2 separate regions of the Mus musculus genome follow, and region 2 is linked to region 1. The links are chromatin contacts, called in public promoter capture Hi-C maps. All regions are on one chromosome and are shown on one strand. The core of a region is the stretch at or near the end of the contact, and the rest is flanking DNA. Distances in the headings are between cores, read along the strand shown.

Region 1 (4,457 bases), core at 306-2,805:
ATAGTGGCCCTCGCCTTTAATCCCAGCACTCAGAAGATAGAGGCAGGCAGAACTCTTTGAGTTCTAGGCCAGGTTAGGCTAGAGAAAGTTCCAGAATAGCCAGGGATATGCAGAGAAACCTTGTCTTGAAAAGATAAAGATATAAGGGTTCTTTATGAATCATGGGTATAAAATCAGCACTCATCTTTCTCCAAGACCTAAGAAATTAAAATAGCCAAGGATGGTGGTGGGCACCTATAATCCCAACATTTTGAAAAGAACAAGGAATTTAAGGCCAGACTCAATTACATAGTGTGTTTGGATTATATGAGTCCCTGTCTCAAAAATGGTGGTTCAGTAGTAGAAAAGGGTGACAGGGAATTAAGAGCTGGTAAGATAGCTCAATGTATAAAGGAACTTACTGAGCAAGACTAGTGAACTTTTAGTTCAATGCTCAGGACCCATAGAAAGTTTGAAGGTGGTATCCAACTCCACAGAGCTGTCCTCTAACCTCCATACACGTCACATACATATACAGTATAAGTAAGTAAATTATTAATTTTTATAGTTAAGAGGCTGGAAAGACAGCCTAATGGTTACAGTGCTTGCTACTCTTTCAGAGGACTGGAGACCGCTCCCAGCTATCACACTGGGTGGGTGACAAAAATCTGTAACCTCTAGGACATATGATGCTTTCTTCCCACTTCCAAGGGAAAACACAAAACACACACACACACACACACACACACACACACACACACACACACACACACACGTAATTAGAAAGCACCTCAGCATGTAATGAGCAGGGAAATGAACTCCTGTGGCCCGAAATTCAGTATTCTAGGGCAAACTCATCCAGCCAGAAGCTGCAGAAAGCGCTTCTCCAGAATGGTGCTAACCATAGAGTAAGGTGCAAAGAAGATTTAAAAAAACAAAACAAACAAACAAAACCTGTTTTGATGCTTTCCCTCTGGATTCTGCCTCTGCTATCTCACTGCTACAGCCAATCAGTGCTCTGGGCTGAGAGGAAGGGAAGCGGAAGAAGGCAGGCTAGAGATGAGGGACTGACTACCTGTCTACAGGTTTGACTGCAGTGAAGGAGTTGGAAGAGGAAGACCACACAGTATAGGGCCATTTGCACAAGTCCTGAATGCCAAGCTCAAGAGCGTATACTTTTTCATATACAATAAGCATGCATAAGAGAACACAGTGGGAGACTAACAAGGCAGAGGATTCTCCCACAAGGACTAAGCAGGCAGATGTACAACTACAGGGAAGGTATTGTGAACTTCTGTAATCACAGTTTTCTAAGCAGGAAGCTGAAACCAGTTGTTTCAACTTTCTTCGCTTATCTTAAAGTAAAAAAAGCAACAACAGAAAATGAATCCAACTTTATAAGACAGGGGTTGACCTGAATAATTTAATTTGACAGGTGGAAAAATGAAAGAAAGCTATGTACTGGTGGCTAAAGTCAGAGTTCAGAGATTGAAGACCCTGACCTCTCTTATTATGAACTTAGGAGTGATTAAAACAAGCTAACCAAAACCAGTATCTCTCAGTTCCTTAAGCCAATGAGATTCCCCCACCCCCACCCCGCCACTTACTCACTGGCCCATAAATCTCTACACACTATGTTATCTAAACAGACCAGGTTTCTCTTAATATCAGGTTTTGCTCAGCTGCTAGAAAAGCAAACTCCAACCAACTGCATCCAGCAACAAATATAGTAACATACTTCCATGAAATGAAAGCCCTTCCCAGACATATATACCAAGTATATAAATTCATAAGGGGGGCATTAAAAAAAAATCAACAAAACATCCCATACACTAGGTGACAAGAGCTAAGAAAGATTATTCCCCAGGCCTTCGAGCATGTATAAAATTATACCAGTACATAGAATTTATGTTATCAAAAATAACATTTACAAGAACTACAAGGATCAGAACAGCACACCAAGGATCAGGAGCTGAGAAAGGTTTTTATATAAACTCTCAGCTGGGCGTTGTGGCACAGGCTTTTAATCCCAGCACTTGGGAGGCAGAGGCAGGTGGATTTCTGAGTTTAAGGCCAGCCTGGTCTACAGAGTGAGTTCCAGGACAGCCAGGACTACCCAGGGAAACCCTGTCTCGAAAAAACAAACAAACAAACAAACAAAACCCCCAAACTCTCATCCTGTTTAAACCCCAATCTGTTTTTCTTCTCACTAGGACACTGTTGGAAGTTAGTGACCCTAATGTGACCCATCCTATTTGAAAGTTAATTCACCCTTTCTCAGTTCTTCAACACAGGTGGTTTTCTGTTATAGAAACACCAACAGTAAACTTATGCAACTCAAAACCACAGTATTTAAAAAGTCATCTGGAGCTAGAGCAAGTGACCGAGCTTACTTCTAAAAATTTGGTATATTTACTACACAACTTAATCCCCACCATTTTTAAAAGATAGTTCCTTGAGGAAAAAGAACATGAACTAAAATAGAGGGCATTCGTGTGATTTTTAAAAACCATTTCCTTGTCCAAAGAGGACAGTTAAGACATTTCCTGTGTATAAGCTCCACCCCAAGCAGTGAGCAACTTACAACTACACTTAAACCTTTTAGAATAACCCTTTTGTTATGGGTGGGTCAAACAGTGCGTTCCACACACATCCTCTTTATACTTTCTCTTACACAGGGTTTCTCTGTGTAGCCCTGGCTATCCTGGAACTCACTCTGGAGACCAGGCTGGCCTCAAACTCAGAAGTCCGCCTGCCTCTGCTTCCCAAGGGCTGGGATTAAAGGCGTGTCCCATCACTGCCAGGCTCTTTTTATACTTTCTACTGTTTGATTGTTTTTACTGACACTACACAGCATGGACAGGCTTGAAACAGTTTTCTGACTGAATCCTGTAAGTGCTTCTTCTCCTTAGAGAGCCCAGGCCAAGGAGAAAGGGGGCATTCTGAGTTCTTTTGATTCTACAAGTGTAGGGCTCCTCAAAGACCTAGAATATATGTTTTCTATTTCACTACTTGCAAGCTCACTCACCTAAATTTTCAAGAAAGCAAATTCCACTTTCAATGACTCAGAGATGCAACTAAAGACTTAGTTGATCTCCCAGTGCTAATGACCCACCTCTTAGCCAGACGCTGAAAGAATGCAGCAACATCTAGCAAATGTTTAAAAATCACATCCTGTTCTGCCTCATTTTCCAAAACAAGTCAATGTTGTCAAAATACTTTACAAGAAAAGTAAATCAATGAATGAAAGAGATCACCACTTTCCAATGAAAACATACGAGGACCAAGATGTTTCCTTCCATACCTCCTCATTTAGGACGGAGTTAAAATAAGAGACACACAGTCTTTGGATATTCTTTACAGTACTAGAGCTACTCCTACCTATTACCAGATTCTACAGGCTTCTAAGTGCAAGCTCTATTTTCAGCTAGAGACCTTTATTTTTTAGTCACGTATAGGCTGAGTGGCTGACCAAGGCATGCTGACTGGTCAGAAACAGCCCAGGGATACAAGCAGAAACAGCACACAACTGTTCCAGGAACCTGCTCTCCAGAAAAACATGTGCAGCAAAATACTGGATACCTTAAATCTTTGAGCCTGGCATAGACTCTAGAAAATGTCTGTAAGTGATCCAACTAATCCTACCCATAGCCCTGGAATGACAATAAGTGGCTTTTATTATAAATTACATAGCCCACCAAATTAATGGGAAAGCTGTCCTCCAACACAATACATCAAGAGTTAAAATTAGGCTTAGGAACTAAAACTAATTTATCAAGGACTTAGGAAGAAAAAGACCACTTCCTCCTCCCCTTTGCTATTGTTCTATTGGACTGGGTCTGGAGCAGTGTATTTTACACCTCTACGTGCTCCCAGAGGTAAGGGGCTGGGAGTTAAAGAGGCGGGCTGAAATAAAAGCATACTAATGGATCTATTAACATTAATCTCCTAGCATCCCGAATGGTGTGTGTGTGTTTCTCTCTCTCTCTCTCTCTCTCTCTCTCTCTCTCTCTCTCTCTCTGTGTGTGTGTGTGTGTGTGTGTGTGTGTGTGTGTGTGTGTGTGTGTGTGTGTGTGTACAACATACAACAGAAAGTAGGATACCTGACAACTAGAGCCTAGAACCAAAAGGTAGGTACTGGCGAGACTACAAATGGTGGCTAATCTAGAGCCTGGAGTAGTGTGAGCAACTGCCTCCTTTAATGCCTTAATTAGGTGCTCACAGTCAACCTGGGGCGGTGTGGCTGCTATCTTCACTAGGGTCGTGTACCGTATGGCAGAAATAAAGCTTCAAAAAGCTCCAGGATCCTGTCGGAACACCCGCAAGCAGGCCTGGCCCTTGGCAGCGGACTTACCTTGGAGCTGTTTGAATCTTCCTTCCAGTTGGTTGTAGTTGTAAGGCACCTGCCCGGTGTAGGCCGGCGACAGCGGCCCTGAAATGCTGGATGTCCTCTGCAACTCCATTATGCCCAACCTTAG
Region 2 (4,616 bases), core at 557-3,056, 790 kb after region 1:
AACCATCACAACAACAAAATCTGAAAACAAACCATGGACTTTTAAAGAAATATTGTATTGATTAGACAATTTTTTTTTTTACCAGCAGTCTGCGTGACAGTACACATATCTTAATGTGCTATGTAAGAAAGATACCCTTTGATTGAGCCTATGTTGTAAAATATGCAGTCATAACCACATACCTGCCTGCTTAATGTTTGGTTATTAAAATGAAAAGCTAGTTTAAGGTATATATATATATATATACATACATACATACATATACATACATACATATATATACCTAAAAGGCATTTTATTTATTTTAATTCTTTAATATTTTAAATATTGTTTTATAGTAGTCTTGGTAATTCTTTGGTTATGGTGTTTCTGTTGATGTAAATAAACATTGGCCTCTGTTTGGGTTCCACCAGGCCAGGAAAGTCTACCTTAATTCTAAATTGACAAACTGTAGTTAGAATGGTTCTACCTCAGATGCTCTTCCTGATTTAAAGCCTGTATCTTTTGAGCAGGTACACACTGTGATCTTTCCCTTTCCTAAAATCTCTTCTGATACTTGGTTTCCAGTATTTCAGAATATTATGCTTTAGAGTATTTTTTAAAAATGGTGCTGGGAATTGAACTCGGGCAGGGCCTTGCATGCACTAGGTAAGAACTCTACTACTAAGCTATATTCCCAGACTTGTTTCTGAGCTTGAGGTCCAGGCCAGTATTGAACTTGTGATATTCTTTTGGATTACAATTTTGTACCAGCAGACTAGGCTAATTTTAAGAGTATGTTGGAGAACACAGGAACATTCAAAACCAAAGGTTAGATATTAACCAAACAAGTTACTAGTTCATACTTGTTTAACTTTTTTTTTCCACAGATTTTTTTTTTTTTTTTTTTTTTTTTTTTGTAGCCAAGGCAAATAGTGAGCTGCTTCTAACACTCTGAACCCCTGGAGAGCTGAATGCTTTATATGACCGAACTGAAAAACAGATCCAATGATTTGTATTTACATTAATAATTCAAGAGAACTATGGAGAAGGAACATTCAAATAATGGAGATTTTCAATTCATTACTCAGAACGAACTGCAAACCTCACATAACTTTGCTTATACCTCTCAATCAAAAAATCACCATGGGCATAAAAATTGGAATGACTGGAAACTAGTTCTTTCATGATCTTAGGCATTTTAAAACTAAAACATTGGAAACATAAATTGGAAATTTACAGGCACATATAAATTCAGACCAGTAAAAACCTGGCATAATATAGACATATCAACGAATTTACACACTGACCATGTGGTGACATGAAAATTCAACTTTATTATTTTGTGGGGTGGCAGAGGTTGCCAAGATAAGGGTGCTGTCCTGGCCACTTCAGCCTTGGGCGAGCTCCCTGTGCCCGTGCTTTCTGCTTTAGAAACTAATTACTGGCTTCTGAAGCGGCCTAAGGATATCCACTTCTTGAGAGAGGCAAGGGCAGGTGGCCAATGAAGTTGAGAGCTTTATCCTGTTCCAGTGCTCTGCTGGGTAGGTGGGCATGAGGCGCTGGCTCCTTACCTTGCCTGGGACCCCGCGGTGGTCCGTGCTACCTTGCCAGAAGCGCCGACTGTAGTTTGTGATGTAACCAACCAGCTTGTCCTGGTAGGGGAAGTCCACCTTCCAGATGAGGGACCCATAACCAAACACCCACATCTTTCTGGACCCTGACCGGCACTCGGACTTCAGAACGAGACTGCTACCGAGGGGAGTAACCGGCTGCTGGGGCAGTGCCAGGCGCTCTGGCTTCGCCTGATGTGCGGCGCAAAGCACACTGGGTTTTCAGAGCTTCTATGGTGCGGGAGGGGTGGGGGTAGGGAATGGGAGGCAGGGGACTACATTACCCACAATTCTTTAGAGTTTTACGACTCTCGAGTTGGAGCAGCACCCCTCCCACCTTTTTTTCTAGTGAGAATTGAAAGAGGAGAAAAGGCAGGACTCCTGTCTTATAGGGCACCACAATTAGCACGTAGTCATTTTGTTGTGCTTTGAAAATTGGCTAGCTGCCCACATCAAACAGCAGCCAGAGTGGCAGATCCCGGAAGTATAATATCTGTATGACCAAGTCCTGTGTCCTTTGCTTTTAAATAGAAGCAAAACAGTAGTTTTATGTGTGTGAAAAAGCAACTGGATTCTAATGGAAGTTGCTTATCAGATTGGGGGGAGGGGGGGAAGAACGGGACTGTTTAAGCATGATGAAGGAGAGAGGTTTTTATACAGTAAGAGACATCTGGAACAGTTCACAGTGGGCAGGACCAAACTGAGCTGTGCCATGTGAGAAGAGGGAGGGAAAGAAAGATGAGAGAGAGGGACTAGGTGCAGCAGCCTGGAGGCTCAAAAGGGATTTGGTTGGATTATATAGGAAAGGGCTGCTGCTAGAAGGTCAGCCCAGCCCTAGGGATGGAAAAGTTTAGAGTAGGGGTTGGGGTATGCCAGCAGGAGGGTCCTGAAATAGATCAGGACCGAAGGATGCAGGAAGAACTTGGCAGTCAGTGCCTATTATGATGTTAAGTAGGCACCTCAGCCATTTTTCTCACTTTTGAAACCTACCACTTATTTAAACTTCAAAGAACAGTTTGTTCAGTCTTAATCTCGGAGGCTCAGAGACGAGCAGGTGCACTCTCCCATTACATTACTTCACCAGTGGCTTTTACAGTGCTGCTTATAGAATCCTTTTCTTTTCTCAGGTGAATGGCTGCTGTTTTGTTTAATAAGAAACTTTGAGGATAATGAATATTCTTTACTGAACACTTAATTTGGATGGTTGAGGAGAATTCTTATATTTAGTTTAAAATGTATTGTTTTTCCTGGATTTCCTTCTTAACTCTTAAGTATTTTCATTGCCTCCCCATCAGACAGTTCTATTCTTGCAGAACTATGGCAGGACACCTTAAATTTTAGATAAAAACACTAGTGGGAAAATATGTAGAACCACTGTTGACTATTGGGAAACATATTTTCTTAGTCTTCCTTTGGGTTGTGTTCTTTGTATTCTTAAGATTATAATATTTTATGTATTTGAATTTCTCAAAAATTGAAAATTAAGTGATATATATACACTCCCTCCCCCCAAAAAGAACAGAGCTTTGTTTTTTGTCTTTGATTGGCACCCCACTGAAAAGCAAGCTGATGTCCTAAATGTTGCTATAGTGATATAAATAGTAAGGAAGCAAAAAAAAAATTCCTCCTAAGTTATAGGGATTTTTAAAATACACACTCTAGATAAAGGTTCCAAACACTGAACTCAAATACAGACTTTTGAAAGTGTTGAAGCAGTTACTACTTAAACTGTAGAAAATTTGGCTTGGATTTGCATTTTTCTGGGGAGAAACTTGTTTAATGCATCTCTCCAAGAGGTCAAACATTCTAAGAAATACTATCATCTGTTGAGTTAGTGCTATTTCTCACTTCAACCATTCTGATTCTTTATGGAGGAATAAGTCTAGAAATGTTGGGCGATTGCCCATTTATGAGGATTTCTGCTTTTGATCTTCAGCAATACTAGAGGAAAATGCTAACTTCAGAGAATGAAAAAAAATACGTATATATTACATTTATTTATTTATTTTATGCATATGAATACACCACCATTGCTCTCTTCAGAGACACCAGAAGAAGGCATGAGACCCCATAAAATAACAAGTTGTGGTTTCACAATGCTTGCCATAATTATTTTTCTTAAACTCTTTGCTGTCATTTTTCTTTTTTTTTCCTATTAGATATTTTCTTTATTTACATTTCAATAGTTAGCCCTTTTCCTAGTTTCCCCTCCAAAAATCCCCTATCCTCTCCCCTCTTCCCCTGCTCCCCAACCCACCTACTCCCTCTTCCTGGTCCAGACATTCCCCTATACTGGGGCATAGATCCTTCACAGGACCAAGGCCCTCTCCTCCCATTGATGGCCAACTAGGCCATCCTCTGCTACATATGCAGCTAAAGCCATGAGTCTCTCCGTGAGTTTTCTTTGATTGGTGGTTTAGTCCCAAGAGGTCGGGGGTTACTGGTTAGTTCATATTGTTTTTCCTCCTGTGGGGCTACAAACCCCTTCAGCTCCTTGGGTGCTTTCTCTAGCTCCTTCATTGGGGACACTGTGCTCCATCTAATGGATGGCTGTGAGCATCCACTTCTGTATTAGTCAGGCACTGGCAGAGCCTCGCAGGAGACAGCTATATCAGTCTTCTTTCAGCAAGCTCTTGTTGGCATCTGCAATAGTGTCTGGGTTTGGTGGCTGTTTATGGGGTGGATCCCCAGGTGGGGCAGTTTCTGGATGGTCATGCCTTCAGTCTGTGCCCGAAACTTGTCTCTGTAACTCCTTCCATGGGAATTTTGTTTCCCCTTCTAAGAAGGATTGAAGTGTCCACACTTTCGTCTTCCTTCTTCTTGAGTTTCATGGGTTTTGCAAATTGTATCTTGGTTATTCTGACCTTCTGGGCTAATATCCATTTATCAGAGAGTGCATATCATGTGTGTTCTATTGTGATTGGGTTACCTCACTTAGGATGATATCCTTCAGATCCATCTATTTGTCTAAGAATTTCATAAATTCATTGTTTTTATTGGCTGAGTAGTACTACATTCTGTATC

What was found. Promoter capture Hi-C pulls out the DNA fragments that hold promoters and counts their contacts.
Region 2: a contact with region 1 is called in a promoter capture Hi-C map of pre-B cells. The contact joins the promoter of Chac2 here to the enhancer-like site in region 1. A contact is called at or near these places in 3 of 39 promoter capture datasets (cranial neural crest, embryonic stem cells and pre-B cells), 4 of 115 datasets of contacts at active chromatin or transcription factors (embryonic stem cells, memory CD8 T cells, stem cell-derived neural progenitor cells and 1 more) and 2 of 9 other capture datasets (adipose tissue and liver).

The regions. Positions count from the first base shown.
Region 1 is chr11:30,193,391-30,197,847 of GRCm38.p6, forward strand. The region is part of intron 1 of Sptbn1 (spectrin beta, non-erythrocytic 1); the gene reads right to left. Among named protein-coding and RNA genes, the nearest start is that of Sptbn1, 24 kb to the right of the region's middle. Within about 2 kb of position 1,556, at least 10 of the 459 cell types and tissues checked have an H3K27ac peak or open chromatin away from gene starts, as enhancers often do. A contact at or near this core is called in pre-B cells, where this site is marked.
Region 2 is chr11:30,984,559-30,989,174 of GRCm38.p6, forward strand. It overlaps Chac2 (ChaC, cation transport regulator 2), which reads right to left and starts at 1,807. Exons shown (of 3, transcript NM_026527.3): 1 at 1,554-1,807. The coding sequence starts at 1,688. All of the region lies in intron 1 of Asb3 (ankyrin repeat and SOCS box-containing 3), which reads left to right.